Regions from separate parts of the Mus musculus genome. Here all the other regions are linked to region 4. Evidence: chromatin contacts called from public HiCAR-type and promoter capture Hi-C data. All regions are on one chromosome and are shown on one strand. The core of a region is the stretch at or near the end of the contact, and the rest is flanking DNA. Distances in the headings are between cores, read along the strand shown.

Region 1 (3,258 bases), core at 218-2,717, 2.4 Mb before region 4:
ATGCTGATTAGGTTGCTAGTTAACTAGAAACCAGAGCTGTCTTGGTCAAACACTATGAAACAAGTTTTGGATCCCAGTACTGTTATCACCAATGTCTGTGCCAAAAGGCAAAAAACATGTACAAAAAAGTTCTTTTACCAGTCAACTTCTTCCTGCAACCTCCCCCCAAACTCCACCAAAAATCGGAGCTTCAGATACGGGTCAGATCCAGTAGTTTTAAAGACCACTTTCCAATCCAATTCTTCTTCGGATTGAATTTCCCTTCTCACGAGTTTTGAATTCTCAAACTTACTCCTAAAATATGCCCAAATACAAACAGTAATTAGATATGAAATCTACCTATGCGGAAGTAAATACTGATAAGAACTTCTGGTAATCTAGGCAAATGTTCTTAAAACTTTTTTTTTTTTGGGGGGGGGGCTTGATGCTAAAGTAAATACAACTAACAGGTTACCACCCCCCCCCAGGCAGACGGACAGACAGGCAGACATTCTTTCTCCCATAGGATGGGGCAGTTAGTTTTTATGTAAAAAATTTTTTGAGAAGTAGTCTAGGCAGGCAAGTCATTACAAAAGCTTCTAGATGCCCGACCAAAGGACAGCGTTGCGTCCCACGCAATCCACCTGCCGGTGTGGGAACCTAGAGGCGGGTCGCGGTGGGCACCCATCGGCCGCGCCCGGCGGGGCTGCCCCATCGTCCTCGGCCTGATCAAGGCCGGAGCCGCGACGCTGACAGCCAACCTGGCTAAGTTAGCTACCTGCCTCCGGGCGGAGGGCGAAGTTCTAGAGAAGCAGCAAACCTGCGAGCTCAAGAGGAAGCCGCCGAGCGGCTGGGGTGCGGGTCTCCCGGAACTCGGAGGCCCAGCGGGACGTCCCCGGTCCCCGCCGGGCGGCTGAGCCTTACCAAGGACAAGGAGCGCGTAGCCGGAGCTCCGAAGCCAACAAGCCAAGCCCCGTAAGGCCCGGAGAGGGGAACAAAGGGCCCGATACGCAGAGGCGACGGCGGAAGACCGACCTCACCGCGCTGGGGTCCAGCTCCGCGCCCGCCGCTGGACTCGGCGGCCCGGATCCTCGCGCAGGCCCAGCCTGCCGACAGCGCCTAGCGCCCCCGCCTACCCTGACCGCAGGCTCTTACCCTGGCTCGCCGTACCAAACAGCTCCGGTCCAGCTCCAAGCAGGCCGCGGGCAGAGCCTGGCCCGGCCGCGGCCCTCGAGTTCCTAGGAAACCGCAGGCCGCGCAGGTCGAGCCAGGCAGGCGGCACAGGAAAAGCCGTGTCTCGTCCCTCCCCTTCCTCCGCGGGGACCCGGTGACAAGGAAGCGAGAGGCTCCCCCGAGCGGCGGCAGCCAGCGCGGGTCCCGACCCCAGCACGCGGCTCCTCAGACCCTGCGGTTCAGAGCCAGGTCCGCGCGGGGCCGTCGGCGGCAGCGGGGAGACGCCGCGTCCATCGCCAGCCGGGCGGGGGCAGGAGAAGGGTCGGCCGAGCGCCGGGCGGGGAGGCTGGTGAAGGCCGCGCCGGCGGAGGCGGAGCGAACGCCTCCCGGCCGCCCTGCCCGCGGCCACCTGGGGCGCTGCGGAGGCCGGACCCCGCGGCACGGGGCGACGACGGGGGGCGCCGGGCTCCTTCGGCGGTCGGCTACGGCTCTCCTCAGCCCGGCCTCCCGGCGCCCGAGTCGCCGCGCTGTCAATCCGCGCGCGCCGCCAGCAGCTGCTCCGCGCACGCTCCGCCCGTCTCGCCCGGCGCGAGCCGCTCCGGAGTCCTGCGGAACGGAGGCCACCGTCTCGCAGGCGCTCGGCGTGCCCGGGTCACCCCCTCCTCCGGACTTTTAAAGCCAGCGGTTTACCAGAACGCTTCCCAGCGAGCCTGGGAACTCGGCGAGCGCTGCGCAGCCGGGCGTTATCGCCTCGGCGCAGATGGGACCAGGACGGCTGCGGGAACTCGTGCCTCCTGCCTGCCCACCGTGGAGTCCCGGGAAGCAGCCAGCATCGAGGACTTCCCACACAGTTGCCTTCGGCTCGTGGTCACTTGTACTTCCGTAGTTATTCCCGTCAAACTTTTATTTCATGGGCGTTGAAAAATCAAATACTAGCCGCTGCTAGTGGAGTCCTCACGTAACCGTGACACTAGAGAACTGGAGGCTGGAGTTCAAGGTCATCCTTGGCTACAAAATGAGGTCGAGACTTGTCTGGGCTACAGGGCGGCGACGGTGGTGATGAAGAAGGAGCAGCCAAGGGAGAGAAAAAGAGGAAGAAAAAGACTCCATACTGAACTCATCCTTTGAACAACAACAACAAAATAGCAGTAGATACCTAATTTTAGGAAAGAACTGTATGCAAAGACCGAGGCTAGTAGTTTTCAACCCTGGCGGCACATTAGAGACACCCGGAAAAGTTTTCATTAGAAGAGTTTTAGATCCACAGCAAATTGAACAGAAAGTACAGAGAATAAGTTATGGCTACCCTGTTCTGTATCATGTGTTCCTGGCCAGGTAGGGCTAAGGACAGAGAGTTCCCACTGATCTCTTTGTTTATGGTTTTGCCCTTTCCAAAATATCGTTTCTAGTTGGAATTATTCACTAACACTCTTTAAGGATCCTCTGTGAGTTTTTATAGCTTGGTAGCTCATTTATTTGGTGTTGTGTTGTGTTTTGTTTTGTTTTGTTGTACTGGATTTTTTTATTTGGTTTTGTTTTTTACTTTTTGTTTTTCTTGTTGTTTTGAAGTGGGTATGCTTATGTAACCCTGGCTGGCCTAAAGTCAATATCCTCCTGCCTCAGCTTCCTGAGTATGCTAACAAGAGGGCTTCCTTCCTGAGTATGCTAACAAGTATGCTAACACCTGGCTTGGGAGCCCATTTAATTCTTACTGCTAAATAATAGTAAGTTGTTTAGATGTAACACAATGTGTTTCTTCATATACAGATGCCTGGAATCTACCTTCACAGACTATGAACGGCTCATGCAGAAATTTCCAAAGTTCCCCAACAGGAAAAATACTTTCTAACAATGTAGCTACCACAGGACTGTGGCCAGAACAAATGAAAAACTCTTCAAACCCAAGAATAAGAAAAAACCTTGCCAGGCAGTGGTGGCGCACACCTTTAATCCCAGCACTTGGGAGGCAGAGGCAGGTGGACTTCTGAGTTGAGGCCATCCTGGACTACAGAGTGAGTTCCAGGACAGCCAGAGCTACACAGAGAAACCCTGTCTCAGAAAAGAAAAAAGAAAAGAAAAAAACCTTAATTAGAAATTGTAAAAGAC
Region 2 (3,410 bases), core at 400-2,899, 2.1 Mb before region 4:
TTTCTCACCCAGGACCTGTCCTTAACTAACTAGGTGCCTCTTGTAGTGCTCAGCACTCTTTTCATTACATATCATGCCATAGCATAATTGTTCTTTGTTTGCTCTGGACTGTATCTTTTAGTGGAGGGTATTACAGTTGGTGCAGTGTAGAATATTCTAAGACTAGTGTTTGGCACATAATGTTTGCTTATAATAAGTAGGCATTTGGTATTTAGTGAACAGATTATAGTGACAGTTCATAGTTTCTTTTTTTAGCTGTGTCTTTTCCTATTCATTTACAAAAACTGAGTTGAAAAGAAATCTAAAGCTATTTGAGGACACATGCCACAAAAGAATATGTGAGAGAAGGCAAGCTGAAAGCGGCGAGCCTAGTGTAAGGCAGAGATAAAGGAATGAAACAACAAGGGCCGTAGCTTGAGGGGAGCAAGCAAGAGTCTGGAGGCCGTTTCAGAGCTTACGTCGTGGAATACACTTCACTAGGAATAGTAATCCTTAAGGCAATTCTTTGATGTTGTTATGCCCATAATAAAAATACTAAAATTAAGAATTAGATCAGAGAAAAATAAACTGATTTTGAGTCCTTGATATGATAAATACAAATAAGAAGCAAACGAAGGAAATAAAAACCCTCCCGAGAAAGTCTTATGCAGACTTTTGAAGGCAAACCGTAGCCATACCTCCAGCCATCTTTAAGTGGATCTGGTTTCTGGATAAGTGTGTGAGTTATTGTTCTTAAAGGGATTGCTTTTGCTCTTTCATCTGTCTTGGATATAGTGCTGATTATCTATATGTACACATTCTTACCTCCCTCAAGTAAAATTCTGCTCCCTCCCTCCCTCAAGCTTTTACTCCAATCTCCGTGCAGATGATTGAACCTGGGGCGTCATATATGCTATGCAAATGCTTTACTACTAGCCTAGCCCTTAAGTTCCTTCGCAACTAGGCTTCTTTACTTGTTCTATTTTCTGATTTAGCTAAACTTTTTGGAATCTAGTAAGGGCTTCTCACCTCTCTTTTGTGAACCATTAGCAACAGAAGCATACAAGGCGGTGGGGGGGGGGGGACGGGACGGGACACTAGCTTAGTGCACAGTTGTACTGTAGGTCACACGCAATGTGTGTGTGTGTGTGCGCGCGCGCGTGAACACACACACGTGTAAATATAATAATGTTAACAGTGGCATTGCTGAAATGACCATATACAGTACTATGCAATAAGGAAAACTTAATCCTCAAATTCCAGCTTTTCCCATTTCTGTTAAGATGGGATATCTTATTAAAATTTCCAAATCTCAGTTTTTAGATTAATAACAAGAGAGGAGGATTGGCGACGCAGCTCTTTGGCAGTGTGCTTGCCTAGTGTGAAGGAGGCCCTGAGTTCAGCCCTAGCATAAAGCCACCCTTCAAACATAAAATATATTTTTTTCCTAATAAGTCTTCTTGTTTACTCTGGAAGAATAAACTAAAGTGCTATATGTGAAAAGGCTTTGGGAATATCTGGTTAAACGCTGCAAAAAAATATTTCTAGCTGATGACAAACAGTATTAAATCAAATGGAGTCCCTGAGCTGAAGAAACACCAATCAGGCTCATCTCCAGGAAGGGGACGCCAAGGGTTGCCACGTGACGTCATTTTTCCGCGCCGGACGCCAAGTGCTTCCATCCCGGCCCGAGCAAGAGCCGCGCGCCATGGGGACCTGGCGGCGTTTGCTGCTCTTTGGCGGGGTGTCACTCCGGGGTGGTGGCGCGGCCACTGTCCCGCCCCGGGGGTGCCGAGCTTTGGGTTGTGGGCGCCAGGTGTGTGCCGAGCGCGGGCGGGGTGGTGCCTGCGCGCTCCCGCTAGCGGGTTTGCTACAAGGTGGCTGGGGCTTGTGGTCCCAAACTGTCCCGAGTATGGATGTGTGGCATGCACAGTGCTCTCTTGTTTTGGGGTTATTTAGTGAATAGGTTAAGGAAAAGGCAAATCTGCGGAGGGCTTAACTCGGTAAAAAGTCCACTTCAGGGTTTTTTTTTTTTTTTCTTTTTTTCCATCCTCACTTACACTGGTAGACAAATTTCAGCTTGAACAATTACCTTTGACGTTGAGATTAGCATTTAATAAAGACCACCTAAAGGCTAAGTCTATGGCAATGAACATTATTAGAAAAGAAAGCCCCGTTAAACCCAAACTCTGGGTTGTTTTCTCTTTTACAGCATAGTAATCCAGTGATGAGAATGATTGGTTTAAATCACTTTTTTTTTTTTTTTTTAACTTAAAGTTATTAGGCGCTGAGAGTGAGGCCTTGAAACAAAGAAGAACACAAATCATGTCCCGAGGACTTCCTAAGCAGAAGCCTATAGAAGGTGTTAGAGAAGTCATTGTTGTGGCCTCTGGAAAGGGTGGTGTTGGAAAGTCTACCACCGCAGGTATTGTAAGGTGTCCCTTCCCCTCCTGACTAATGAGTGATGCTCTCAAATGCACTGTAAATGACCACCTTTCAGGCTTCCTATCTGTGATGTTTCTGACATTGGTTCCTTAGAACTAGGATTTGATAACGGCTGGGAGCTGAACTAATAAACATCTGCATTACCAGATTGCCTATTCAGTAGAGCAAAAAGTAGTTAGATTGTCTACCGGTATTATGTTCACTTAACTGGGAATCTCTTTCGAAGGCTGGTATGCAAATTGCACTGACCACTTAGCCCAGTGTATTTGCCATAGAAGCGCCTAGGAATTGGTTGCTGTTACTTTTAAAACATCCAGTAATTGTATACTAAATTATGTCTGTTCTTTTTCACTGTCATTGTACATGTACCTGAATATTTGCAATGAGAACACTTATTACTGTGTTTGTTTTTCATTTAATCACATGATTTATAGCATTTCTAAAGTCACCAAGACTTTCCTGTGCTCAGGTGCATGTGTGTGGAGGGCAGAGGGTAACATTGGGTGTCTTGGTTGTTCTCCACATTTTTTCAAGGGCTGCCTGACTACTAGCTCTCAGGACCTGCCTGTCTCTCCTCTGTTCTATCCAGTGCTGTGGTCACACCCAGGTCCTTGTGCTTGTGTGGCAAGCACTTATTTGGAGCCATCTCCTCTCCGAGTCATCTTGTCTTCACATCCTCTTTAACAGTATACTAGCGATGGGGAATCTTTTTCGTGGCTCTTTTTGGTGATTGTAATTTGTCACTAAGATGGTGTTTTTAGCACCAAAGATTTTCAGTCCTGAAATCGAATCAACACCCAAGACTAAGAGTTATTTTCAAAAGAAATCTTTTTTTCTAAAGAGACTATAAGGAATGATGACGTGAGAAACTTCTTGTAACCCTACCCATTAGAACAGCTTATTGAGCTGTATTGGCAAGTAAATATTATGTATTTTGAAGGTTCTAGTGACAGATAGTTCTGTACAGTTACCCTCATCAGCCCAAG
Region 3 (3,577 bases), core at 953-3,452, 2.1 Mb after region 4:
GGCAAACCTTAAACCAAAGCAAAGCATCACCCTTTCTAGAGAAAATAATTATAGGAAAGAAATCTTAATATTTGGATCATATTCTCATGTCAGTATGGAAGCTTTCAAAGGCAACTGGAGACACTTGATCTTTTATGGAAACCAAACAGTAAGGTGACAAATTAACTTAAAAATGGCCCCCAAATAATCCAATTATTCATTCAGCAAATTCCCCAGTAACATATGGATTCTATGAATTTTTATCCCATAATCCTTGGGACAGTAATCAGGCGTTCAAATTTTTCTATTAACACACTATTAACACTGACTACTCAGTCATGTATGTTCAGTAGAAACACATTAGTTGCATTTGAAGGAAAAATGCTTTTTAACAATTCAGTTTTACACTTTCTATCGAAAAGCGCTAATAATTCAATGATATTTAAGGTGAACTTAGACATATTACAATTTACATCTTAAAAGTCCCTTTAATTTGTTGCGAAAGGACACATTCCGCAGGGGCAACTTTATAAGTGTGGATGGCTTTCATCCTTAATCACGCATCTCAAAATACATATTACTAAAATAGCATTTAATTAATTTTTTAAAAAATCTTATATTTGACACTTGTTAAAGGACCCTTTACTGTTACAAAAACTTCATTTTCTCTACACATTTTTGGCAAGTGGCATAAGTTAAGTTTAATCATTTTTCCATTTGAACCTTTGAGATAAATTTATATAATTAAAAAACTCAGTATGCAAAATTTAGATATTTTATAATTCAAATAATTTATCAATGTAAATTATTTTGCAATTTCTAAGCATAATATTTGAGAAGATTTTTCTCATCTTGACATTAGAAATATAAATGAATAAATCTTTAAGTTCCAAATCCACGCCAAAAAGTTCTCTAACTTTTAAACTATTTAAAGATCTGAGATGTTACTACTGAAATATTAATAAGGAAAGTGCTTAAGACTTTGTAAGAATTTTTTTCCTAATTGCTTATCAAGCAACTGAGTTTAATTTTTTTTAACTTTTCGAAGTCCAGTAACACCAAACAGAATGTACAACTCAAGTAGTTTGCCAGTCAGAATAAACTTACTAAGGTTTTCCAACTAAGGATTTTAAAAATAATCCTCACAAATCAGGTAAATGTCCTATTCTCACTGGTGGTACCACTGCCCTTGACATAAATGTGTGCTGTGTCCATTTCAAGCACTATAACCAGTCCCCAAACAAATTAGGAAACATGTTTGACACAAAACTCTTCTAAAAGCAGGCAAACATACTTTTGTTCCTTATTTAAACATTGCCTCATTTACATCACGACTATCTAGTAAAGTGTAACCTAGTTTTTAAAATCCAGGTTTACTGTGACATTTTCTGTAAAGAGCAATTAGCTAAGCTACACGACAGTCGTAATGTAGTTAGAAGTGGCCACACATAACTCATCCAACAATTCACACTAAAATTTAGGTATACTACAAATGAAATTGTGGAAATCCTTATATATCCCTCCCCGTTTAAAAGAGTAAGAGATGCAATAAATGGCAAGAGAAACAAAAAACAGAAAAACAAACAAATAAACAAAAAACCCCAGAGTAAATCACCCCCCAAGGAGTGGGGATGGCGCTAGGAAAAGTTTCAGGCCATATTAACCAGTGAGTTTCTGCGATAAATACACTGGAGGCAAAAGGACCGTGATCGCCAGGAACCTCCTTCACCCTCATCACCTTTTAGGCATCTTTTGGGCAAGCTTTCGTCGCCAGGACCCCAGTTTTCTCCAGACCTTGGCCATCAAGCGTGCCGCTGGCATCTCCCGGTCCCAGGAGCTGGGCCCAGGGTCTTCCGGGTGTCACAGCCCGGCCACGGCACACCAGCGGCACACACCGTGCCAGCGGGGCTCCGCGACCCCCGCCTCCGAGAGAACTAAGGGGACAAGGACCGGGATGCTCTCCCTCCCCACCCACCCCTTCCCCGCCGCACCCCCACTTACCTGTCTTGTCAGGGTGTGCAAGGAGCGAAAGACTTCGCAGAGGACCTCGCGGGTGAGGAGGGGGCTGGAGCATTGCTCCAGGCTCCTCTCGCTGCCGCTTGAGGAACTAAGCTCCGCAGCAGCAGCCATGACACCTTCAAAGCAGCCCCCCAACCACCGCGAACAGCGCTCACCCCACCCCTCCCTCGCGGACTTCGTCGCACTGAGATGACGTAAAACTAGAGCGTCTCACTTAGAGCTTGAGGATAGGCCCCACCCTCTGTGTGTGACAGACACACAGGAAGACCAATCAAGAGCAAGGATAGCTGTGCTCCGAGGGAACTTGTGTATGTGAAGCTGGACCTTCTGTCTGGTGGTGTTTTCTGTGGTCCACCTTGGTTTAGAAACCTACTTGGCTCTTAGATGCTCCCTGTGAATGTTGGCAGAGCCTTACTCTTAAGTGTTAGAATTTGAGTCCCGCTATTAAAATTTAAAATGTTAACAGTCGAGTTGTCTTGGAAAAAGATTGCGGGTTAGTGATGGAGCAGTGCTTTACAATTTTCTAATTACTAGAAACTTGACCCAGGATGATCGTTACTGGATAGAACATTTTCATCTCTATAAGACTGTTTGATATGAGGAATTTAAAAAGAACACAAGGGCTACATTATGCTTCTTTTTCCTACCATAGAACGACATTGATGACTACACCTGCAAAATAGTTTATGTCAAAGTTCTGACATGCAACGGGTTCTCAGTGCAATCACTGGACACTTGACCTTAAAATTGTTTCAATATAAATCCAATAGAAATATAAACCAGCCGGGCAGTGGTGGCGCACGCCTTTAATCCTAGCACTTGGGAGGCAGAGGCAGGCGGATTTCGAGGCCAGCCTTGTCTACAGAGTGAGTTCCAGGACAGCCAGGGCTACACAGAGAAACCCTGCCTCAAAACAAAACAACAAGAAAGAAAAGGAAGAAAGAAAGAAAGAAAGAAAGAAAGAAAGAAAGAAAGAAAGAAAGAAAGAAAGAAAGAAGGAAAGAAAGAAAGAAAAGACCAATTTATTCCATGTAACCACACTCTTTAAAATTAGGATATAAAACTAAATCGACTCTTGTTGGGTATTATTAGATAGCTTTATTTTAGCGAAAAAAGTTATAATTTTATAATGTAGAGTTCTATTAATTTTTTTTTCCTTTGAGACAGGGTTTCTCTGTATAACCCTGGCTGTCCTGGAACTCACTCTGTAGACCAAGCTGGCCTCAAACTCAGAAATCTGCCTGCCTCTGCCTCCCGGATGCTGGGATTAAAGGCATGCTCCACCATGCCTGGCTCTATTAAATTTTTAAAACAAGCTTAAAAGATAAAGGACAAAAGAATTAAAACTCTGGCGGCAGTGGCTCAGGCCTTTAATCCCAAAGCACTAGGGAGGTAGAGGCAGGTAAATCCCTTATGAGGCCAGCCTGGTCTACAAAGTGAGTTCCAGGACAGCAAGGGCTACACAAAGAAACCAAAGCTCGAAAAGCAAGCAGGCAAGCAAGCAAGCAAACAAACGATTTAAAACTCTTCTTCATGATAGTTGAGTGCATTTAACATACAGGAAGTGGAAGTATGAAGT
Region 4 (3,237 bases), core at 646-3,145:
CCTCTAAGATTTACTATGGTTCCATTCATAAGGACACTCGTCAGACAGTCCCTTCACCTCCTCCTAGCCTGACAGCAGCCTGCAGCTCCCAACTCTCTTCACCCATCACTTCCAGACATTTCCAGTTGATCACTTGCTTTTTATAAGGGTGCTCTTTCCAGCTTTGGGGACAAACAAGACTACAGTAGTTGATCCCAAGGCTGAACCTACACTGAGAAACTTTACAAGTATTACTAAAGAGCGGCACATGGTTCAGTGCCCACAATTCCTCTGCTGCTAGCATGCTCTACCTTGCTGGACTTCAAATGAAGTTTTCATGACTCTAAGAGTCCCTTGTCCCGCAGCTACACGGGGGCAATTCTCTCTGAATTGCTCCTGGAGAGAGAGTTTGACTATCCTTATAGGAAGAAATGGCCAGGAGCAAGACTAACCCAAAGTGATGTTACAGGCACCAGCTCCTCCACCTCCCATTGGTCTACCGGCCTGCCAATCTACCTGTAAACATTTTCAAGATAAATCATCACCACCCACTGCCCCCATTACGGGCTATGAGAACAACAAAAACAAGGTTTCTACCCAGAGGTACCTCACCACTCTCTTCATGGACCTTATCAGGTTGTTTGAGTGGATTTTGCCATGAGTTTATAGGAAAAGAAAGGCGATGGCGTGGGGCTCAGCACTTGGGCTGAGGGGTCTATGAGAATTCTGAGCCCCAGGGCTCAAAGGCTGCAGCAGAAGTGGAGGACTTAACCTTGTCATACCGAACTCTTCCCTCCCACCCTACCTAACTCTACAAGCCAACTAACACAAGGCAAAAATTAGACTTGCCTCTAGTAGAGTTAAGAGTGCCTCTGGCTACTGTGAAGGGCAGTACCGGGTGGCTTTAAAGGAGGCACTTCGGATCATGGACATGCGTGTCGCAGTGTTTCCAATATCTTTTCCCTCCACCAGCCAGTTGTCCTTGCGGTCATCACCAAAACCAGGGCAATTCTTTCAGAGTCAGCAGAAGCTCATCATCACGAGACACCTGAGCCCCTTAACGTGGACTTTTGCTTAAGGGGTTAGGCCAGGAGGTGGAGGGGACGCAAGTAGGGCAGATAGGCAAGCTGACTTCTTGGTTAAAAACCAAAGTTCGCTGCACCCCAGCGAAGGCGACACAACACTCCGAATGAAGGCTTCCCGTCCCCTGCAGCGCAGCTGCGGCTGGGCACCCGCACGCATCCTACCTTGGACCGCTCCTTGACATAGTATTTGCCCAGCCGGCTCCCGCAGTACAGGACCAGCCGGTCGATGAGGGACAGGAGGAAGTTGATGGCCTCGCAGCCCTCCTCGTTGCCCCCGATCCACGTGATCTGGTCGCCTCGCAGGTGCCGCTTGGAGACGCCGGCGCACGGCCCGGCCAGCTGGCCGTCACGCAGGGCCCCGTTGTAGTGCAGCTGCTTGACTCGCTCCAGCACGCAGTCGCCCACCACCTCGCCTAGGAAGTTGTCCAGGTAGCAGAAGCCGACCTCGTGCAGACAGGGCACGATGTACTCCAGGGCGATCTTCTCCAGATCCAGCCTCATGATGTGTCCCAGAGGCATCTCGCCCACAGAGCCGAGGCCGGGGACCCCCAGGGTGCACGCACCCAGGGCTTTCCCAGCGCGAGCGCACAGCGAAGATGCGGAGAGCCGGGCCGGGGACTCTCCCACCTGCGGTGGTCACAGTCCCCGAGCCACTTTAGCTCCAGAGGCGGGGAAAGTTGCTCGAAACTCTGAAGAGAAGGGATCCCGGCTCTGGGACCGGCGGGAGCAGTGTAGGGCTCCGCCACCCAGCGCCGGACTGGCCCAGTGAGAAGTCGGAGGGCCCTTTTTGGAGATGCAGAGCCACCGCCGCGGCGGCCGTGGCCGGGGGAGGAACGAGAGAAAGCACCGCCTTGACCCCAACGTCATGGTCCCGCCCCCGGGACTGCCCTCCTCCGGGCTCTTCCTCTTGGACTGGTGCTGCGGAGCATCTGGGTGAGCTCCACTCTAGCTAACCTGTGTGTGACCCAAGAAAGGGCTGGATTTTTTTTTTTTAATGCTCTCGATTTGCATATTGATTTGCGTTAAATCCCCTAACAAACTTGAAAACCTGGATCTCACGTCTGAGATGCACATGAACAGTTTATTGCCACTTTCTGGGCTAGTCACCTCTCTGGTGACTATATTTCTTAAACATTAAGGTTTAAGCTCTACCTAGTGTCTTTCCTTCTTTCCTCTTCTGTTTGATTCGGGTCTGGCTGTTCCAACCCCTGTGAGAGAGAGAGGTGAATTTAATTTTAACCAAAACTGACTGATTCATTAACAAACATTCCCCTTGACCTCCCCCCACCCTGTGTGCCAGGCTGGTGTGTATCCCCTGAGAAGGGAGTGGAGGACAGAGAGATAGGGAGGCGCCCCGGGAAGGGAGAGCACTGCCAAATCCTGCAAATTTTTGTATTTTGTCCTGCGGGAGATGTTCATGCACCATTTATACTCAAGCTTTTTACTAAAAGGTTCTGAAATTCTCTCTCAAAATCACTCGCACTCTCCCCAAAAGATACACTGTGTTCCAGGTCTCTCTGGCTTCTACTACATGCAACTTGCACTAGAGCCCTAGGCCCTACCCAAAAGGCTTAATTATCTACTGTAAGGTGGTCTCTATACAGATTTCTGATGCCCTTTCCTTCCAAATGAGAGAGAGAGAAACAGAGACATCTAAGACAGAGGGAAAGAGAGACAAACACAGAGAGACAGAGAGACAGAGAGTCAGTTCACATCTTTGCACATTTAGATTTTCAGTTAAGTCAAATGAAAAACTGCACCGATTTTTCAAGCATCACTAATTTTGGACATAAAGTCCTTTTTGCTTTTATTCTCTTCCCAATAGCCCCTCTGCTCACCTTCTCTGAGGGGAGAAGTGGGGGTGCAGTTCATGTGAAGGAGAGGCAGAGGAGGAGAGAGTGCTGACAGACTGGGAAGAAGGCTGTATTGTAGTCAGTGAGGGCAAACAGGGCCTTGGGGAGTGGCAGTCAACCAGAGAGGGTGTAAGCAGCTTTGAAGAAACCTAACTAGCTCCATGGAGAACAGGGACCCTGTTAATGGCCTTGCTCAGTTGGCCTCTTCCATATGTCTGTCCAGGAGAAGGTGTATTTCCTTAGGGTAAAGGCTCAACTTCAAGAAGCTGTTGTCCAAAAGCCCATAGCAGCACTGGGGTGACAGGAGCCCATGTCCTTGA
Region 5 (3,687 bases), core at 556-3,055, 2.8 Mb before region 4:
ACTGTTCCTCAAGGAGGGAAGTCAAGGCAGGAGTCTGCTGGTGGGGGTTGATACAAAGTGATTGCTGCCTACTGCCTTGCTTTCCATGGCTTGCTCATTTGCTTTCTTACAGAAGCCAAGGCCACTAGTCCAGGGTGGCACTGCACACGGGCTGGGCCCTTCCCATTCGCCACTAATTAAGAAAATGCCTTTCAGGGTTGCTTACTTCCTGGTTTCATGGAGCCATTTTCTCAGTTGAAGTGTTCTCTGCTTGCATGTCTCTAGCTGTGTCAGGCATCTAATAAGGATGGGGTGGTCTTTTAGTGCAGATGTGTTTCTTTTCCTTTTTATTAGTATGTAATTGTTTAAAACAGGCTGTCACGACACATGCATACATGTGTGTAATGAGCTTTGGTCATACTCCCCTTCTTGCCTCATACTGAACCCCTTCCCTATTTCCAGGATTGTCTTAAACAAGTAGTCCATTTACGAGGCTGATGTTATTAAAGTGGGTAAGATCCAAAATCTTTACTCTTCTTGTCTGAGAGCTCCTTGAACTCAAGAAACAAACTGTTTTTAGCAAATTTTCTAAGATAAAACTATCCCTTGATGTTCAATTATTTAAACCAAAAAATCTGGAGTTAAACAGCTACAATAAATCTAACTCTGAAGTCATGATTTTTATTCTTATAATCAACATTAATATCATTCTTGGTCGTAGCTTTGCAGGACTGTTCTATATAGTTACTCTTCTAATGAATATATATATCTTTATGTTTACTCCCCACATTACACCATTGGACAGAAACATGCACACTGTATAAATGTCTTAGTATTTTATGATAATGTGCCTTATAGTCTTGGAAGGAGTTAGTATGGAACTTAAATGGTCAAATGACAAATTTGTACTTAAAAGTGGGGATTCTCAGGTGAGTAAGATTAAACTCACTGGAAGGTGGGAAAGCCATTCTGCTCAAGAGTCCATGGACACCAGAATTGAGATACTTCCCCTAGGGCACAAACTGGTAGTTATAGATAACCTGTTGTAACTTTATAAAAATAGGTATCTACATCTGTCAAATGTGTTTTTATTGTAAAAAAAATGCAATCTTGATTTTAAAAAATAAGATAAATTATTTGTATAATTTTGAAAGCCAAATTTTTGAAAGTATGATTTCATTTCAGAATCTGACTGCCTGAGAATTAATCCATAATGCAGTGTCATCGGTGGGTTCATTGATTGGTAATAAGTTGTCATTGTATATATTTTTGACATTAATAAAATCTATTATGAAAATGGTCGATGTGAGATTTATTTCATAATCACAGGGCTCTAAATGTACCAAACCTGGCTGTGATCATCCGGATTCTGCTCACAATCATTTGTTTTTTTAATTTGCACTACTGAGAGGAAATTCTGCCATTTGGCTTTTCTGTGATTTTATACCCTAGCAGGCCAAAGCCCTTTCCTGAAGAAATCAAACGGAATAAATTACCACGCTTGTAGTTTCCCCCCCCCCTCCCCCCCCAGAGGAAAGAGGGAAGGGACACTACTGTTATGGAAATCAAGAAAACGCAATTTCTGGCGTCTCATTTGGCCTTGTAAATTTTTATGAGGATTTAAACTTGATGAGAAGTGCACTATCAATTAGATTGTAAGCGCTCCACCACGCCCATGCCCTGAGAAGCGGTTTAAGAGTAGCGACCTCGGGAGGTTCGCCCCGATTAGTTAGAAACGCTGCTGGGAAATCTGCAAACACCAATGTCTGTGAGGAAAGGCGAGGGCTGGGACCGGGGAGGCGGGCCGGCTGCCGCCATAGCCCGCCTCCTGGTTCTGCTTCCGGCGCGGGAGGTAGGGCCACGTCATCTTCGGGCTCCCAGTGCCAGCCGGGCAGTGGATGGTGGGAAGCAAGATGGCGGCCACGGCCAGCATTCGGGAGAGGCAAACAGGTACTCGGTATTTCCTTCTCTGCAGTGTGTGCCTCAGCAGCGGCCTGTCATCATCTCTGGGTTGTTCGTACAGCTCGGAGTTGAGCTTTGAGAGCTGCTCCGTTTTGAGGTTGTGGGGAAGAGATGCCTGTAAGCTTCACAGCCTTTACCACAGGCTGCTTGCTACAGTGCTAGCTACTTATTTTTTAATTGCCGAGTTTTAGAAGGCCATCAGGGCAAGGACCAGCAGCTGGTGTTTTCTTTCCTGTCTTGTCACTTAACGAGGTCTATAGGTTTGTGTTCGTATTTCAAGTCTCCCAGGTCGGTTTGGTTTTCACTTTCAGTTTTAGGGTTTTTTTTAAAAAAACCTGTTTTTGACACTTGAGCCATGATTACAAAATCTAAGTATTCTTTTCCGAGCACCTTACTTTATGCCATCATCTTTGGACCCTTTGGGAGAAGCTGATGGAAAATGCCAGGTGATAAAGCTGGAAGAGACTTCGGAATGTCAAATCAAATTAACAGCGTCCTCTTTCAGTTGTTCCACAGATAATAATCTTAAAATATAGAACAGTTGTATCTTAAGTAGAGCATATTTGTACACCCATTTATAAAGTAAAAATTTAAAGATACATATTTCTTCCCTTGGTTTTAGTTTAGTTTTTTTTTTTTTTTTACATGTGAGATACACCTGATTTTCCTTATTTTCAGTAAACTCTAGAAACTTAATGTATGTATATTGGCCCCAGAATAATTACCTATACGTATATCATATATAATGTGATATGTATAAATCAGAACTGACTTACATATACTACTTATCTAGTAACTCCCAAAGAGAATAGAAATCGTCCATAAGCGATAAAGAACTTTAATTCTCTTGAACCTATGCTTATTTGTATGAAAAACAATTGGTTACAAGCAATACAACATAGCAATAGAATTTGAACTGTGCCTGATTCCTTCCCTTGTGTTAAAAAAAAAAAAAGATAGATTTGAATGTAGCATACTTAACAGAAAACATACTGAGTTCTACATTTCTCAGTAGGTAATTTAGTAAAACGGTAAAGCATAACTTAAAATATGGTAAGCAAATATTATTTGAGAATGCTTGATAATTAATTTTATTTGCAAGCAAACAGAAGCCCAAGTTCTCTTAGAAGTTTGGGTATAATATCTTTTTCTTTGTTTGTTTGTTTGTTTGTTTGTTATTTTTTTCTTCCGAGACAGTGTTTCTCTGTGTAGCCATGGCTGTCCTGGAACCCACTCTGTAGACAAGGCTGGCCTCGAACTCAGAAATCCGCCTGCCTCTGCCTCCCGAGTGCTGGGATTAAAGGTGTGCGCCACCATTGCCCGGCCTGGGTCCAATATCTTAATAAAACTAAATGAATTGGATTTTACTACCCATCAGTAAAACTGTCCTGATGAAAGGAAACCTTTTAAAAGTTGAATTTATGCAACAGTACATCTTTAATATTCGGACATTGTAAAACACTAAATGTTTTGTCTTTTGGTGAAAATAAACTTCATTATAGCAAGATTCCACATTATTACTGTATAGCTTGTGCTGCATCAGTTATTAAATTCATACTATACATGGATCATGCCTTATTTCCAGAAGAAAATCCTTTGTAGGAGTAACATTTCATTGATTTCTGTTGAGAATATTTAGTAACAAAAATCCTCTAATATTCTAGGTGGGAGATGCTTTGCTGCAAAGTAATTTGCAGTCAGTTTGGACGGATGAGACAATAGTCAATGCACTGTGAATTTATCATT
Region 6 (3,504 bases), core at 969-3,468, 2.5 Mb before region 4:
AAGAGGTAGCATGTGGACCTCTAAGAGGTCTAAACCAACCTGTTCTACATAGTGAGTTTTCAGATCACCCAAGACAACAGAGACCGTCTCAAAAGCAACCACAATACTAGATGGTGAGGGCACACACCTTTGATCCCAGCAGAGGCAGATGGATCTCTGAGTTGCAGGCCAGCCCGATCTACAGAATTACTTCCAGGACAGCCAGAGGTACACAGAGAAAAAAGCCAGTTTCAAAAACACAAAACAATAACAAAAGCCCATAACCAAAAAAGTTTACTGGTCCAATCAATTGCTTTGCAATGCTTTTGACAATGAAACAACCTTATTTCTAATTTTCTTTTACTTTTTTGTTTGTTTAAGATAGACTCTTATGTAACTGCAATTGTCCTGGAACTCTATATAAATCAGCCTGGCCTGAACTCATGGATATTAAACATCTCCCTCCTGAGCACTGAGATTAAAGACTTATGCCTCTACACCTGGGTATTTTTAATTTTTGAATAAAATTGTTTATAGTTTGTAAATAATCAGGTCAGAAATAAATTAATCAATGTAATTAAAAAGTTTACTATTCGACACCAAACTGAAGACTCATATTTATTTGAGGATACCTTTTCTACATTCATTAATCACGCTGTTGTTTCAACATTATTTCTCACCAAAGTTATTGTGTGTGTGTGTGTATAATAACGAACAATATTGCTTATGTCGAAATTTATAAGTCTGAAAAACAGGTGCAACGCTTAATTAGATACACGCTTTTTTTCTTCTAAGCTTAAATTAAACCCTGGAAAGGAACTTAAAACTAAACGCAGTCATCCTCCAGCTTGAATAATCCTTTCAAACAGATGCAGCAATTTTAAAAATTCAAGGCATGAACCCGCAACTGTCACCTTCCAAAAGTTAGGATAACCCAAGTCTGTCAGAGGATCACATTAAGTGGACATTTAACTCCGTTTTAGCTTGTACTAAGCGATAAGTACGGTCTACTTCAAATTAAGACCAATTCTTTCCGCAGACATTTCCTAAATACTGTACTGACAGCCCAGCTTTGCTTTGCATCAGTAAAAACATGAATATAGTAGGGAACTCTAGAGAAGCCGACTCAAGAGAGAAATATTCAGTTAAAGTGTTGATGAATCAGTAAGCGCTAAAGGAAATCCAAGTGAGTAGAGCGGCATCGCAGGTACTTAAAGGAGTTGAGGATGGGAAGGCAAACTTGTCCGGCCGGCCGCGAGCCATTGTGCGCGGCGGTAGCCCGAAGCGGCGTGGCTGTCAAGGGGCAAGTGCGTACCGAGGCGCGGGGGAGGGGGCAGGACGCCACATCGGAAGGGGGTGCAGGAGCCAGGAGGCAAAGACGCTCATCCCAGGCCCTCTCCGCGTGGCCTCACCCTCAAGGGGACCCACAAGCGCAAACTCAGTGCCTAGCGGGCCCACGCCAGACTCTCGCCCAGAGGCGCTGGGCCCAAACCCCGGAGGCCCAGGAGAGGTGGCTCCGGAGGAGCCCTGCGGACGCCATGCTAAAAGCCAAAATGGCTGCCCCAAGGATGCCCGCAGCGCGCCGCCCGTGAGGAGGGAGCCGGGCGCGCCGTCACCGCTCGCCGGCCGGAGCGGCTCAGGTAGGTCCCCTCCGCCCTTGAGGGCACGGGCCTCAGCCCCGGCCCCACCCCCGCGGCCCGTGGCCCCGGCCCCAGCTCGCAGTCGAGAGGGGTGACGGGTGACGTACCTGCAGCTCGGCCCGCTCCACCTCCCAGTGCGCCCGCTCCATCTCGAAGCGAGCCCACTCGTGCTGGATGTAGTGTAGGATCCCCGGGATCGTGTACTGTTGCGGCCGGGACAGCTCCGGGCCTGCCGGGGGCCCCGCCGCCTCGGCGGCCGGAGGACCCCCGCCGCCCGGCGCTCCGTTCGCTCCCGGCGGCAGGCTCAGGTTCCCCCCGGGTCCCTGCTGCGGCCGGGGAGGGGCTGCCATCCCCTGGCCGCCGCCGCCGCCTCCGGCCAGCTCGTCCATTGTGTGTGGGGCCCCGGCCGGGGCGCAGTGCCAGACGCCGACAGCTGCGGGGAGGGCCGGGACGGTGGCCCCGCGCCGACCGCAGGGCGGGGGGCCGGCCGGGAGACGGCCGGGGAGGGGGTCGTTGCCGTGTGCTTGCCGCGGATCAGAGCAGGGAGCTGCCGGCCGCCGCCATTACGGTACCTCCTCCATCTGCCCGTCTCACTCACTCACTTTGGGGGAGAGGGGGGCCGCGGCGGGAGGAGGAGGAGGGACGGAGGAGGAGGAGGAGGGACGGAGGGCCGCCGCTCGCGCACGGCACGCTGGGTAGAGAACGCCGCTGCAAGCCGCACTCCGGAGAGCCAAAAAGAGTCCGGCCTCACCCCACGCAGGCGCACTGAGGATGGACCGCTCTTCGGGAGGCGGGGAAAGGCCTGGGCCCCGCCCCAACTCGGGCGCCGGGCCCCAGCTTTTCTACGCCTGTGGAATCTGGATGCTGCCTTGACTTTGGGGAAGCGCGTGGGCGTCGGGCTTCCGGGTCGTTTTCCTCACGCACGTATCCTTAGGGGCAGCGTGGGTCTCAGCTGAGGGCCTGGGCTCTGGAGCTGCGTGCAAGGCGTCCTCCGTACTGCCCTGGAATTCCTGACGTTTCTCTAGAATTCCTGGCGTGTTTTGCTCAGTCCCAGAGGGTCGGGCCTCTTTTCTGCCTGTCACTCACTTGACCTCTGGTTTCGTGGCACCAGTCAGTCTGCAGGATTCTGGAGACGTCTACGTTTGGCAAATAGCCCAGATTCTTCCGGACTTTCTCACTGGCTCCTGGGCTTCGTCGCAACCTGCTTCTTTGGTCCCACTTCGGTGCTCCTGGCCGCCCGTTGTAACTTCTTAAGTCTTTATTATTCTGAGATTCTCTGTGTTTGAGCTATTGCTTTTTTTTTTTTTTTTTTTTTTTTTTTTTTTTTTTTCCTGAAGAAGTTGTGATATCTTGAATTCTTGAGAATAGTGGGTTGGATGGCAAACGATAACTTTCAAAGAGACTGATGTTTAGAAGTCAATGAACGCAGATATTGTCATTAGTGGCAGAAATTTTGATCGAAACAAAATGAAAGTATTGTAAATAGAACTTAAGATGAACTAAATCAACACAACGATATCTTTCTTCATCATTAAATGGTTTTAGAATGAAATACTACATACACAAAGGGTCAGTTTTTAGGTGCTATAGTGTGCATTTTTCTGTAAGTTCTTTTTTTGGTTTTTTCGAGACAGGGTTTCTCTGTATAGCCCTGGCTGAACTGGAACTCACTTTGTAGACCAGGCTGGCCTCGAACTCAGAAATCCGCCTGCCTCTGCCACCCGAGTGCTGGGATGAGAGGCGTGCCACCACGCCCGGCTTTCTGTAAGTTGAGGTAACAGCCTGGCTACCGGGCTTGGTGAACCATGTCTTTAATCCCAGCACTCGGGAGGCAGAGGTAGACAACCTGATCTCTGGGTTTCGTTTCAGACCAGCTTGGTCTGCA
Region 7 (3,577 bases), core at 936-3,435, 2.2 Mb before region 4:
AATCCAAGGTAATCCAGAGGCTGTAGCATAAAGACTGCACACCCAATACCTTTTTGGGACACAGAAGGAATTGAAGGTCACTTGTGGTCAAGATTTTAAGATTTTTTTGTTTAAATTAAAAAACTTATTAGTTTACAAAGATGATTACAGCATCTATTTTCATTCAACATGTTTTTGTTTGGAGTTTAGTTGCTAAAAAGAGCTTAGGATACAGTGCAGTGGTGGAGCACTTTCCCATCATGCTCTAGGCCCTGGCTTCAATGCATAGCACTATAGCGCTACAGCAAAACAAAGAGGAAAAAGTAACAATAAATTATGCTTCTTGGCTGAGGTTGTAGGTCAGTGTAGAGCACTTGCTTAACATGTACAAGGTCAACCCCAAGCCCTTAAAAACAAAACAAAATCCCACCGAGACCAACGCAGTGTGGTTTTGGATATTTTGGTTCCGTTGCTCATGAGCAGTTCTTTCTTTGCTCCTTTACTTGTTCCACATCATAATGAGTTTCAGCATCCCACTCTCATGCCCCGCTCGCTGGGAGAGGGGAGAAAACACATACCCATTTTGGGGAGAAGGTCTGTGTCAGCTCCCTTGAAGAAACACACATAGATCACCAATCCTCTCCGAATCTGTGAGAAATGACCACAGGAATCTCAGGTTAGGAAGGAGTCTACAGAGACACAGCTCAGTGGGAAGCGCTCCACAGTGTCTACAAGCACTTGGGTTAAAAGCTAAGGAAATAAGGAGAGTCTTGAATTCTAAATAAATTATGAGAAACAAAATAATCCTTGCCAAGTCTTAAGCACCATGCTTATTTACAGTCAAAAGGGGTGAAGATTACAAACCATGCCTGCATTTATTTCTACTGAGCCAGCAGTTTTCAGACAGCCTCCCCCAAATTCTGCCAGGCCCACAGAAAGTTACAGGCTGATTTATTCAACATCAAATGATCCTCCTTTTCCCACATGGGGCTGTTGAATAAGCAACAGTGTTAGTAGTGTCCTCTGATGTTACTTTGTATTTTCCCCTAAGTCATTTAAACAGAGTGGTATTTCTACATGGGGTCTTGTCTTATTTTTACAAATTCCAGGAACTGTTCAGTTGCTTTTTCTGTTACCGTGGTCAATGCCTGAAGAAAACCCAATGATTGGGCTTTGAAAATTACATTTATGATAAGTTCTGTAGGAAAAGGTTGGTTGTTATCAGGAATATACACCTTCTCATTTTACATAATGACTTGAATATTTGTTTACTAGTTCCTGTAAGACAGTCTACAAGAAAATAAACAAGTGATAAATGACTTCGTTGCTACCACTGAGGGAATCGATTGTATGTTAATTTCCTTGGCTCACTTGATTCAGAAGCCACCACAAAGATTAAATGAATTAATAACTGCAAACTGCTTAAAACAGCGCTGAGCTCACAGTAAATACAACCCAGGTGTTTATCAAATGCTACATAAAAATAAATGGGAAGGCAGACACACAGTTATATTTCATGCTTTAACTTCCAAAGCTTTATACATGTTTGAGACTCAATTTAACTGTTAGCGACATTACGTTCAGCTATATCTTTCTGGTTCTAATGGTTTTCTGTGTAAATATAGCTAGCTCTGCACTCATACTTGAATTACCTGGGAAAAGATTTTTGTTTAACTATGTGCACTTGTGTGTCTGTGTACAACGGCAGGTGTCTGTCCCGCCTAGAGGAGGCCATCAGATCCGACCGAGCTGGAGTTACAGGTGGTGGTGAGCAGCCCCGCATTGCGGGATAATGGAATCTAAGGATCTACTGGCGGTGAGATTCCCTGAAAATTCTGAGAAGCGAGATGGCTCACGCTGTTACCTCAACACTTAATATACTAAGGCAGAAAGATCATCCGCAGGCTGAGAGCTGCAGAGCGAACCAGTGGGGCACAGGCCACCACCAGACGCCAAGTCCAAAGAGACAGCTAGGCAGCCCACTAAAGTGGGCAGACGGAAAGGGACAAGCTCTTCATCTCACGAAAGATGACAGGAAGACCGGCACGGTTCCGCGGATAGGGCCGGGCGTTACCTCCACCCACTGCGCCGCGGCGTCTCCATCGGCCGGGCGCACTTGCAGGCGAGCGTGCAGGCACTGCTGCAGGAGCGCACGAGCCTGGGCCACACGACCACCGTCCGCCATGGCGCGGGTCCGCACTGCGCATGCTCGGGTAGGCGCCTCCCACTGCTCGTGGCCCCACCTAAGTGGGCGGGGCCTCCGCCTGGCTCTCCGGAGTCCCGGATGTGGAATTGACCAGCTTTGGAGCTTTGAAGCTTCAGTCTCTTGGAGGGTTTTTGTTTAGAGATCTCTGTCTCTCCTTCTCTCCCTCCTTCTTTAACCTAATCTCATCCTCGAATGCCTCGTTTTTAGTTTTGTTTTTGGAGGTAGGGTCTCATAGAGTCGGGGTTGGTCGCAATAACCACATAGCTGAGGCTGACCTTGAACTGAACTCCTTCTCCCAATTGCAGGAATTACATGTGTGCCCGCCCACAGCCCCACCCCACCCCATCCTGCTCTGCTACCTGCTTCATAGCTTTTGAAGAAATATTTTTCATTTCAGAAAGCTTAGGTTTCCAGGTATTGGAAAGAATGTAAGTCAGAGTTAAATCCATTCTATATTTATTATAAAGACATAACTAGAATGAGATCAATTGATCTCAAAGCAGGCAGAGAGGGAACTTAACCTGTGGGTGGGGGACAGATGCAACTATAGAAGGGAGCACCTAAGATGTGGGACCCCGATTTAGAGCATTTCTCCCTGGAAGGTAAAGCCCCTGGGACGTTCCCCAAGCTTGTTTTCCCTGATCTCTAAAAATACAGCCAGAAAGAAGCTCTTTGTTCACTATAGCCAGCAAAAAGCCTTTTTGTTTCTATACTTTACAACCAGAGATGCCTGCCTTCCTGTGCCGAGGACACGGGAGATAAAAATTCAGAAAGAACTCACTCCTCACTCCTGCCTTGTAAATTTCACCAAGGACACCTGGAAGAGAAGAACTCTCCTCCCAACTCCTTCCAACTCCTCCCAACTCTTCTCAACTCCTCCCAACTCTTCTCAACTCCTCCCAACTCTCCTCCCAACTCCTCCCAATTCCTCAGCTAGCTGTTAAAAGCCCCCTACTGTCACTGCTCAGGGTCAAACTCCCCTGCCCTGCATGGCAGAGGGACTTTGTCCTCAGCTAACTGATAATAAAACCTCTTGCAGTTTGCATCAGGTGTGGTTTTCTCTCGGGTCACTGGGGTGCTGGCCAGCTCATCCCGGGACTTGAGTGGCGGCCCAGCTTCGGTGTCTTACAAAGACTATTGGGAAACACAGAGATTTACATTTTATTTATAACAGTAGCAAAATTACAGTGATAAAGTAGCAATGAAAATCATTTTATAGCTGGGCAGTGGTGGCACACACCTTTGATCCCAGCACTCCAGAGGCAGAGGCAGGCGGATTTCTGAGTTCGAGACCAGTCTGGTCTACAGAGTGAGTTCCAGGACAGCCAGGGATATACAGAGAAACCCTGTCTCAACCCCCTCCCCCCCCCAAAAAAAGGTCATTTTATGGTT

The links. Promoter capture Hi-C pulls out the DNA fragments that hold promoters and counts their contacts. HiCAR-type assays count read pairs that join an accessible place to other places.
Region 1: a promoter capture Hi-C map of liver shows a contact between it and region 4, with 6 times the contacts expected there. The contact joins the promoter of Hectd1 here to the promoter of Egln3 in region 4. A contact is called at or near these places in 3 of 39 promoter capture datasets (hippocampal neurons, liver and pre-B cells).
Region 2: a HiCAR-type map of astrocytes shows a contact between it and region 4, with 3 times the contacts expected there. The contact joins the promoter of Nubpl here to the promoter of Egln3 in region 4. A contact is called at or near these places in 2 of 39 promoter capture datasets (hippocampal neurons and liver) and 1 of 115 datasets of contacts at active chromatin or transcription factors (astrocytes).
Region 3: a promoter capture Hi-C map of pre-B cells shows a contact between it and region 4, with 5 times the contacts expected there. The contact joins the promoter of Mbip here to the promoter of Egln3 in region 4. A contact is called at or near these places in 2 of 39 promoter capture datasets (liver and pre-B cells).
Region 5: a contact with region 4 is called in a promoter capture Hi-C map of pre-B cells. The contact joins the promoter of Scfd1 here to the promoter of Egln3 in region 4. A contact is called at or near these places in 2 of 39 promoter capture datasets (liver and pre-B cells).
Region 6: a contact with region 4 is called in a promoter capture Hi-C map of pre-B cells. The contact joins the promoter of Strn3 here to the promoter of Egln3 in region 4. A contact is called at or near these places in 4 of 39 promoter capture datasets (the 3T3-L1 cell line, hippocampal neurons, liver and 1 more).
Region 7: a contact with region 4 is called in a promoter capture Hi-C map of liver, with 3 times the contacts expected there. The contact joins the promoter of Dtd2 here to the promoter of Egln3 in region 4. A contact is called at or near these places in 8 of 39 promoter capture datasets (the 3T3-L1 cell line, embryonic stem cells, hippocampal neurons and 3 more) and 1 of 115 datasets of contacts at active chromatin or transcription factors (astrocytes).

The regions. Positions count from the first base shown.
Region 1 is chr12:51,828,069-51,831,326 of GRCm38.p6, forward strand. It overlaps Hectd1 (HECT domain E3 ubiquitin protein ligase 1), which reads right to left and starts at 1,468. Exons shown (of 43, transcript NM_144788.2): 1 at 1,135-1,468. It overlaps Gm5785, which reads left to right and starts at 117. Exons shown (of 4, transcript XM_011244243.2): 1 at 117-200; 2 at 787-1,161; 3 at 1,222-2,487; 4 at 2,920-3,258. The coding sequence starts at 117. The coding sequence ends at 2,073.
Region 2 is chr12:52,096,097-52,099,506 of GRCm38.p6, forward strand. It overlaps Nubpl (nucleotide binding protein-like), which reads left to right and starts at 1,650. Exons shown (of 11, transcript NM_029760.2): 1 at 1,650-1,795; 2 at 2,257-2,404. The coding sequence starts at 1,688.
Region 3 is chr12:56,343,692-56,347,268 of GRCm38.p6, forward strand. Mbip (MAP3K12 binding inhibitory protein 1) reads right to left here and starts at 2,203. Exons shown (of 9, transcript NM_145442.2): 1 at 1,981-2,203. The coding sequence starts at 2,109.
Region 4 is chr12:54,201,979-54,205,215 of GRCm38.p6, forward strand. It overlaps Egln3 (egl-9 family hypoxia-inducible factor 3), which reads right to left and starts at 1,896. Exons shown (of 5, transcript NM_028133.2): 1 at 1,227-1,896. The coding sequence starts at 1,583.
Region 5 is chr12:51,375,708-51,379,394 of GRCm38.p6, forward strand. It overlaps Scfd1 (Sec1 family domain containing 1), which reads left to right and starts at 1,806. Exons shown (of 25, transcript NM_029825.3): 1 at 1,806-1,929. The coding sequence starts at 1,878. G2e3 (G2/M-phase specific E3 ubiquitin ligase) reads left to right here. Exons shown (of 15, transcript NM_001015099.2): 15 at 1-1,279.
Region 6 is chr12:51,689,696-51,693,199 of GRCm38.p6, forward strand. Strn3 (striatin, calmodulin binding protein 3) reads right to left here and starts at 2,219. Exons shown (of 18, transcript NM_052973.2): 1 at 1,727-2,219. The coding sequence starts at 2,008. Ap4s1 (adaptor-related protein complex AP-4, sigma 1) reads left to right here and starts at 1,271. Exons shown (of 6, transcript NM_021710.4): 1 at 1,271-1,619.
Region 7 is chr12:52,004,322-52,007,898 of GRCm38.p6, forward strand. It overlaps Dtd2 (D-tyrosyl-tRNA deacylase 2), which reads right to left and starts at 2,186. Exons shown (of 3, transcript NM_029545.3): 1 at 2,054-2,186; 2 at 558-627. The coding sequence starts at 2,164.